Linked DNA regions of Mus musculus: regions 1 and 3 are each linked to region 2. The links are chromatin contacts, called in public promoter capture Hi-C maps. All regions are on one chromosome and are shown on one strand. The core of a region is the stretch at or near the end of the contact, and the rest is flanking DNA. Distances in the headings are between cores, read along the strand shown.

Region 1 (2,700 bases), core at 132-2,631, 300 kb before region 2:
ATTTCTACCAAACTCTGACCTGGCTTATTTTGATCGTATGTAGCATAACACTTCACATAAGCTTATATTGGCAGAAGATTCTTGTGGTGGTTTGAATAGGAATGGCCTCCTAGCCTCATGTGTTTGATTGCTTGGCCCATAGGGAGTGGCAGTATTAGGAGGAAATATGACACTATGGGGTGGGCATTGGGTCTCCTATGCTCAAGCTAGGTCCCTCCTGGGGCACAGTCCCTTTCTGCTGCCTGCGGACCAAGATGTAGAACTCGCAGCTCCTTCTCTAGCACTGTCTGCCTGCATACCTCCAAGCTTCCTGCCATGATGATAATAGACTGAACCTCTGAACTGTAAACCAGCTCCAATGAAATGTTTTCCTTTATAAGAGTTGCCATGATCATGGTGTCTCTTTACAGCAATAGAAACCCTAATTAAGACAATTCTGAAATGTAATAGTCTCAGATAATAATCAAATAAAGTCCACCTGCTGTAAAAACAAAAGCAAAACAAAAAACAAAACAACCAACCAACCCAAATCAACCAAAACCTGTTATTGTTCCAATGAGAAGCTAAAGGGAGATGGCAGTCTGGAGTCTGCAGCCCTAGGGTCTGATTAACTGCCTGAAGGTTACATTGTGTGTTAAGGTGGACTAAGGCATGGGGTCATAGAAAGGTAGGGCTGCCAAAGTGAAGGCTGCACAAGGATGCTTGGAGAAATCAGGGGATACTAGAACACATTTTCTTTTTTAATGAGAATTTACTAGTTACTGTTTTGATCTGACAGATTTTTGAGACCAACAATGTCTCTGTTCTCATTGAGTTTAATAGAGGTGCAAGAAGCAAGCATAAACACACACATCACACTCACATGTATTTGTGGAGTGGAAACAAGCGTGCTATTTATAAAACCGAAGCAGAGCAAAAGAACAGGGTTTGAGGGTGGCTGCTATTTGAGGAGACCCTAAAGAAGCCAAAAGCGCAAAGCACGCGTGGCCGTTCTTTTTCTAATTTTCCAAGCTGTAGGGAGCAAGGTGCGCCCCCGAAGCTCCGCCTCTCTCTCCCGATAGGCCGCAAGGTGCCATCTCCAGAGTTTCCCCGCCCACCACCCCGCCCAGAGGTGGGGCTTCGAGCCCGCGCTCAGAGAGCGCCGAGCCGAAAGCGCGCGCACAGCCCTCCCGGCATGCTTCTCGTCCTCTCACGGCGTGGCTCAGACCCGCGCCTGGCATGCTGGGAACTGTAGTTTCCGCCCTCCGCCCCGCTTCAGCGGTGGCGGTAAAAGCGACTAGGTCGGGCTCCATTTCTAGCACATGACTAGCGGCTGTGGGGAGGCCCTACGAAGGGGTGAGGGCAGGGTCACCGCGACAGCCGGCAGGCCAGCGCCCTGGCCTTCTCCGGCGCGCGCCTCTCCTCAGCGCCGCCCCCGCGCCGCGGCCACCTCGCGCTCCAGGCGTCACGGAGCGCGCGCTCCTCCCCCTTCGTCCCCTCCCGCTCGACTCGCCGCCGCCGCCGCAGGAGCAGACGCCTCCGGAGCCGCGCGCAGCCATGGCCGAGAACCCCGGCTTGGAGAACCACCGCATCAAGAGCTTCAAGAACAAGGGCCGCGATGTGGAGGCGAGTGTGCTCCGGGGCCGGCCGGGCCGGGCGGCTGGGAGGGGAGGGGCGGGGGCCGCGGCCGCTGGCTCTCGCCGGCTGGCGGTCAGTCGGAGTTGGCCGCCGCCTCGGGGCGCCGCGGCCCGGGCAGCAGCCGCCCTCTGAGCGACTAGCGCGGCACCTGGGACCACTGAGCGCTCGGCCCCGCTGCGCGGGCGCGGCCTGGCGTCGGAGGGGAAGGGATGTGGAGCCGAGGCGGGGTCCGCGGGCCGCGCGGGAGGACGGACCGGGATGCTGCCGGCCCGCGTGCCACCCGCACCGCCGGGGCCGGGCCGCGCCGCCGCTCGTGTCCGCAGCCGGTGCAGCCTCCCGCGCTGCCGCACATGGAGCCTCGGTCCCCGCGCTTACCTTGTGCGAGCCGGGCCCAGGCGGGCGGTGGCAGCCCTCAGAGGGGGGTGGGGACCAGCCGGGTAACTGACTTGTTTGAGGGTGGTGGATGGGGGAGGGTAGGATGCGCCAAGACCATTTTCTTATATTCCAGTGCGGTCCTTTGGACCAGTCTTCCCGAGCTGTTGCAGCTCATACCCCTGTGACTGCTGGCATTTAGAGCGAGCTAAAGGTGGACAATAGTTTACCATCTATTGTGTTGAAGCTTTGGGAAGGAGGTTGTGCAGACCTCTGATCTTGGGTTTTTTTTTTTGTTTGTTTGTTGTGTTTTGTTTTTTGTTTTTTTAAAGCTCGTCTTGGAGTCGAAGTGTGAATAATAGGAAAATAATTTCTTTCACCTGTTTTGCAGAAATAAATTGGATACATAAGATTCCTACGTCCTTGTATATACCACATGCCACCAAGCTAGTAGATTTTCCAAGTGGTTGCAAAACTGTAAACATTCATTGTGGTCACTCAGTTTGCTGCTACTCAGCATGTTGCCATTGTCTCATTAAGGTGACATTAGCAGCTACTATTTGCAAACTCTGCTTATTGAGGTAGCGCTAGAGGTCTCACTGCTCCTACTAAAACCAATGAAGTGTAATAGCACAAACTTCACTGGGACCCAACCTCTGGATTTGATGGGGGAAATAGTTTTAAGCCCATCCCCTTTTCTCTATTCTAATA
Region 2 (2,700 bases), core at 176-2,675:
GAGCACAGGGCTGCTGAGGGCCAGTCCGGCCCAAAGCAAAGGACTCCTGTCAGCTGTCCTTGTTCTTCAAAAGCTGTGACTGAGCTTTTCTTCTGACAGGAAGAACGGGAAACATCGGAACAGCGGTCAACGGTTCTTACTGCTGCTCTCACAGGATGAGCACAACAGCAGGGACGCAGGAAGATGGTGTAAGCTAGCTTGCTTCCTTTGAAAGGGACTTAGACAGAGTCTTAAGGATCATGGGTGCGGGAGGGAGCAGCTTGGGCAGCCAAAAGCCAAAAGCCAAGGATAAAGAAGACAAGGGACCACACAGAATGGGGCTAACTGTCAAGGCAAAGGAAAGAGAGCTGGTTAGTCTTCCGCAACACTCAGGGGATGTGAACATGAGAACCTCACACTGTCCTAGTTCTTACCTGGCTGCCAGTGGGTGCTTGTAAAACTCGTCATAAGACAAATAAATGGGGGCTGATCGTGAATTACTTCTGTACTGGTTGGTGCAGGAGTAAAGAGACCAATATGGGGTTGTGGCAGCTTATGCTTGGAAAACACCTGGAACCAGCCCCCATCCTGGCTGGTTCAAATGGAAGAGGCTTTTTACCATTTTCAGAGACACAGGGAGTAAGATTAAAGCTAAAATTATCAGCATATCAGCCTCAAAGGCAATACTCCCCACTGACCTTGTTTTAAGAAAAACGCAGGCAAGCAAAAAAGGACAGCAGAGTAGGAGAGAACTTTGCTAAAATCACAGAACTCTTTCTAAGAATTTAATTATTTCCTGGAATGAAATGAAATAAGGAGAATTTTTTTTTGTCATAAGGCTTTCGAGTATTATTAAATAAGGTAACTGAGAACTGGCTGGTTGAGAATATGAGGTTAAAATTAGAGCGATTGCAGATTAAGTAATAAACTATTCTGAGAATGCCACTGTATAAATACCAATAGTCCGGACCCCACTCTGCATAACAGCAGCGAACCCATTATGACCACTCTCTGCAACTTGGAGTGGAAATTAAAAAGACAAAGCCTGCAGTCAGAGCCCCTCTGGAACTAAGATGAGGAGGTAGAGCGGGACCCACCCTACCCAAGGATGCCAAGGTAGCAACTCCTCACCCGTGCGCTGTGGCACTACACGCCAGAGCTGCTCTGTCTTCCTTGGGGGCGAAGATGCAGAGGACAGTGGTCCACGGCCCAGCTGGAGCAGCAGCAGCTGTAGCAGCGACCGCACCACCCGGCTCCAGCGGGTCGCAACGCCCGATGTAGCTGTTCCTAGACTAGACGCAGTCCGCAGTCCGAGGGACCCTCAGAGTCTCACGGTGGCCATCATCAACCTGGTTGTCCGGCCTTTGTGTGCCTTTTGTACCAACAACAAACAAGTCCCAGCCAGCGTTACTGCCACTGCATTCAGCGCAGGGCCGGGAGAGTGCGGCAGTCACAGCTCCCCCTACCTAGCTCACTGCTCTCTTTTTTTAAATTAAAGAGATAGCATATCAGCTTCAAAGAATGCCATAATGCCACACACCCAGTGTTGTGGATCACTGAGGTAAAAAGTCACGATGGGAGCTTTATTATTATTTTTGTTGTTTTCCAGAGATTAATTTTATGGAAGGCATACGGCTTAAAACAAAGTCATTCCCCATAGAAGGTTGGTGCTAGGGGCTTGGTATGGGCCTCCTCAGCCCCATAAAGAGTTCTGAATAGACTCTGCCCGGTCTGAAGACAGGAGGATTAAGCGCTCAAGATCAGCCGCCTTTACATAGTGAGTTCAAGGATAGCTGGTCTCAAAATGGATGAATGGATGGATGGATGACAGACAGGTGATAGCCATATGATAGTAACAGCAGCACATGCCCAGATAAAACAGCATACACAGTGCCTTTGTTCATTGTCATTGTGGACATGAGATTCCAAATAAGTATCAAAAAATCAAAAATTCACTCAAAATGTGCTGTGTGTTGTAAAATGTTCTACAGTTGCAATCTGATGCCAGTGTTAATTCAGTGTTTCTGTCAGTTTAGTAATGGGGACACTGAGGCAATAAACCAGGGCACGGCATCTCTACGGCACCAAGCTTTGTGTGCAGCCCCGGTCCTCTGCCCTTGCGTGGGCTGTGCTCTAGTTACAGCATCAGGACCAACATCCTCCAGCATCCTATGAATGGGGAGTGTACACCAGCTAGAGCTTCAGAAGATTGGAGGCTCCTGTTTGCTGCACCCTTGGGGAAATTACCTAATTCAGCTCAGCCATACAGGCTCCAATGATGTCCCTGGGGAGAGGCACCGACTTCAGAAAGGGCAATCCACTTTGTCTGCTTTGCTGTAGTCTCGCCCTTCCCAGGGGACCACTGAAGATACCAAATCTAATAGCATTTCTTCCACACCACAGACTCCTATTAGTCATCCCTCGGAATCCATGGGAATTGCTTTCTTGAAGCTGCCAAAACCCAAAGATGCTCAAGGTCCTGATCTTAAAAGGGCATTAGAGAGCTGTGTTTGGAATGGCACAGTGGGCAAGGCCACTTTTTGCACAAACATGAGTACCTTAGTTCAAATGCCTAGTACCTACAACAAGTGTTGTGGGGCCGTGTGCCATAGCTCAATAATGTTAAGACAGGTAGAGTTTTCTGTCTCCTGAAGTCTCCCAGATCAGTAAGAGACCCTGTCTCAAGGAGATAAGACAGAGGTCTCCCACTGGCTTTGGAGT
Region 3 (2,700 bases), core at 55-2,554, 300 kb after region 2:
CAGGAGCCCCACGAGAAGGCCAGACCTCTTCCTGGAGCCCCAGCAAGGCCTGAAGCCTGGAGCTCCCCAGAAAGTCGGACAAGCAGCTCTGATAGCAAAACCTGACCTGGACAGCGCAGGAGCCGTGAAGCGGTTTATCTTCTTAAAACACTCACTGCACTTCGTGAACACAGAACAGGAACGGGTCTAAGGTGCATTTGGCCAGAACTCTTTAAGCTTGTTTTAAAACTAAAAATCTACAGTATTTAAAGCATTTTAATTTCTAACGACCCGGAAAATTCTGACCTTCAAAACACGCACGGAATTCCAACATTCCAGGTCAACAACTATAAATTTCTACTTGGCACATATTTTATCTGAGATAAAGAGTGAGAGAGCATTTACCACTTTTTTGGAAAACTAAAAGAAAAGACAAAAATAGTAAAAAGTTAAATCCTAGGGTCCAGGAAGATGGCTACAGAGACCTGCTGCCAAATCTGAAAACCTGACCTTGACCTCAAACTACAGGGGAAAGAGACCTGACTCCTGCAGGCTGCCCCTGACCTCTGTACAAGCTCGCACCGCGCGCGCGCGCGCGCGCTCTAAAACTATGTTAAAAGTTTCAAGTTTAAATGTTCCAGAAATAGTCTGTTGTGTTATATGTTGCCTGAAAAAGTAGGTTAGATGATAGATGATGATCCTGGGAGGAGTTGGGCGCATAGGGTGTGAGTATGTTTAAAATGTACTGCATGCAAGTAGAAAATTCTCAAAACCTGAATAAAAATATTTTTAAATGGGTTAGGTCACAGGTAGCAACCAACCTCTGAGCTTGTGAGCCAGCCCCAGTGAAATGTTTTCCTTTCTAAGAGCTGCCATGGTCACGGTGTCTGCTCACAGCAGTAGAACCTTAACTTAGACAGTTTTTGAGCTTCTTTCCTTCAATCCTATCCACATTTTAAAAATACAAGTGCTTCAAAGCACTGATTTGGAAATAATTATATGTACGTTCTACCAAGAAGACACTCTAATATGTAAAACTCCTTAAGGAAAAAATGGCATGTGCACAAGGTAGCACCCTGTTAACCTGCATACTACTGTATTCTGTGTGTAAACTTACTTTCTTCAGAGCCCCCTCCGTCTCTCTGAAACCAGCACTGACGCCCTTGTGGGAGACTCTAAGGTCCTCTCTGCTACAGCACTATGTTAGACATCGTTTCTGGCTGATGCGCCCTGAGGGAGTTCAGCAGTCCCTTATCCCTTGTCATATCACAGGTATCCAAGGCTCCGTCCACCTGCTTCTTCAAGGCCAGCCCCCAGGTTACTGTCTCATGCTGCAAACTACAGACTACCACCACCAGGCCCGCCCCGCCCTGCCCGGCCCTCCCTGCCCAGCCCTCCCTGCCCGGCCCTCCAGAGAACTTGTTTACATAGTAAAGAGCATGTTTCCATTTTGTGACTGTCAGGAAACATTTAGTATCAATAGTCTTCTGTAGGGGATGTTTCACTCAGACACAACAGTCCATCAAGCTGAGCCCTTCCTGAAGCAGCTTTCAGTTCCAGAAAGGATTTTTTTCCATGTCACTCCTGACATACTACCCCAAATGTAGTTTCAGAATATGTGTGTAAATTTATTGCAAAACAATATTTACTGGGTAAACTTTATCCTTCAGAGTTTCTATCGGGGAAAGCCTGCAAGCCCTCTTTCTAGAACTCCCCAGGCCTGATGCTGGCCTCGTCCCCTGTAGGTTGCCCTTGTGTTGGGAGACTGGAGATCATTCCTTAGGAGAAGAGAGGACAGATGGAGAGACGCCCAAGGTCTGCCCTCACTCGCATGTTATCAGACCGTCCGAGGCAGCTGACCGACTAAGCAGTGGAGACACAGCACTGAATGTCTGGGAGGAGGAGGAGGAGGAGGAGGAGGAGGAGGAGGAGGAGGAGGAGGAGGAGGAAGAGGAAGTCGTCGTCATCTTCTTCTGGGAAGTGGATGGAACAAGAAAGGAAGAAATGAAGAATAACAAAGCAAAAAACATCAGTGAACTGAAACCAAACAGAAGACTTGGTATTTGCTCTTTGAAAATTCTAATAAAACAGATCAGTAAAGGAAAAATTGAGAGAAACAATGCTGAGTAGGAAGGAATATAATTACAGATGAGGCGGAAAATGAAAGATAAAAGAATACTATAAATAACTATGCCAATAAACTTAAGAACTTGGGTAAAATTTCTAGAAAATTGCAACTTAGCAAAGCTTATTAAGAAGAAAGTCCAGTCAAGGAGTCCAACAACTACCAAAAAAAACAAAAACAAACAAACAAACAAAAAACCAAAAATTTGCTAAAAATCTTCCTCCAGAGAAAGTAAATCATAAATGGCTTTAGAGATGAACTTTGACAAAGCTCTATGAAACAGATGACTATAGTTTTACTTAAAAACAGAAAAGCACTGTAGAGAGCAGAAAAAGAAGGAACACACACCAACTCACTAGCTCACTTTATGAAATGGCCTCTACTCAACATCAGTGAAAACCAAGTCACTGGCCAATCTCTCTCACAAACCCAAGTTTCCTCTGTTCACAAAGTACCAAGAAGTCAGCTCTGTGTTAACAAAAACAAAACAATACAAATTCAAGATGAAAGTTGCTTAATTCTAGAATGTAAAGGTGTCTTACGGCTAGTTCTTAACACTTCTACTCATTATCCAATTTCTCAAGAGATGTGGTGAA

The links. Promoter capture Hi-C pulls out the DNA fragments that hold promoters and counts their contacts.
Region 1: a promoter capture Hi-C map of embryonic stem cells shows a contact between it and region 2, with 5 times the contacts expected there. The contact joins the promoter of Kpna3 here to the promoter of Sacs in region 2. A contact is called at or near these places in 3 of 39 promoter capture datasets (embryonic stem cells, hippocampal neurons and stem cell-derived epiblast-like cells) and 1 of 9 other capture datasets (adipose tissue).
Region 3: a contact with region 2 is called in a promoter capture Hi-C map of embryonic stem cells, with 4 times the contacts expected there. The contact joins the enhancer-like site here to the promoter of Sacs in region 2. A contact is called at or near these places in 11 of 39 promoter capture datasets (the 3T3-L1 cell line, 3T3-L1-derived adipocytes, the C10 cell line and 7 more), 1 of 484 Hi-C or Micro-C datasets (the G1E-ER4 cell line), 4 of 115 datasets of contacts at active chromatin or transcription factors (all in embryonic stem cells) and 5 of 9 other capture datasets (adipose tissue, embryonic stem cells, liver and 2 more).

The regions. Positions count from the first base shown.
Region 1 is chr14:61,438,628-61,441,327 of GRCm38.p6, reverse strand. It overlaps Kpna3 (karyopherin (importin) alpha 3), which reads left to right and starts at 1,381. Exons shown (of 17, transcript NM_008466.5): 1 at 1,381-1,605. The coding sequence starts at 1,537.
Region 2 is chr14:61,137,182-61,139,881 of GRCm38.p6, reverse strand. It overlaps Sacs (sacsin), which reads right to left and starts at 1,425. Exons shown (of 10, transcript NM_015788.2): 1 at 1,111-1,425.
Region 3 is chr14:60,837,200-60,839,899 of GRCm38.p6, reverse strand. All of the region lies in intron 14 of Mipep (mitochondrial intermediate peptidase), which reads right to left. Among named protein-coding and RNA genes, the nearest start is that of Mipep, 54 kb to the right of the region's middle. Within about 2 kb of position 1,304, at least 9 of the 459 cell types and tissues checked have an H3K27ac peak or open chromatin away from gene starts, as enhancers often do. A contact at or near this core is called in embryonic stem cells, where this site is marked.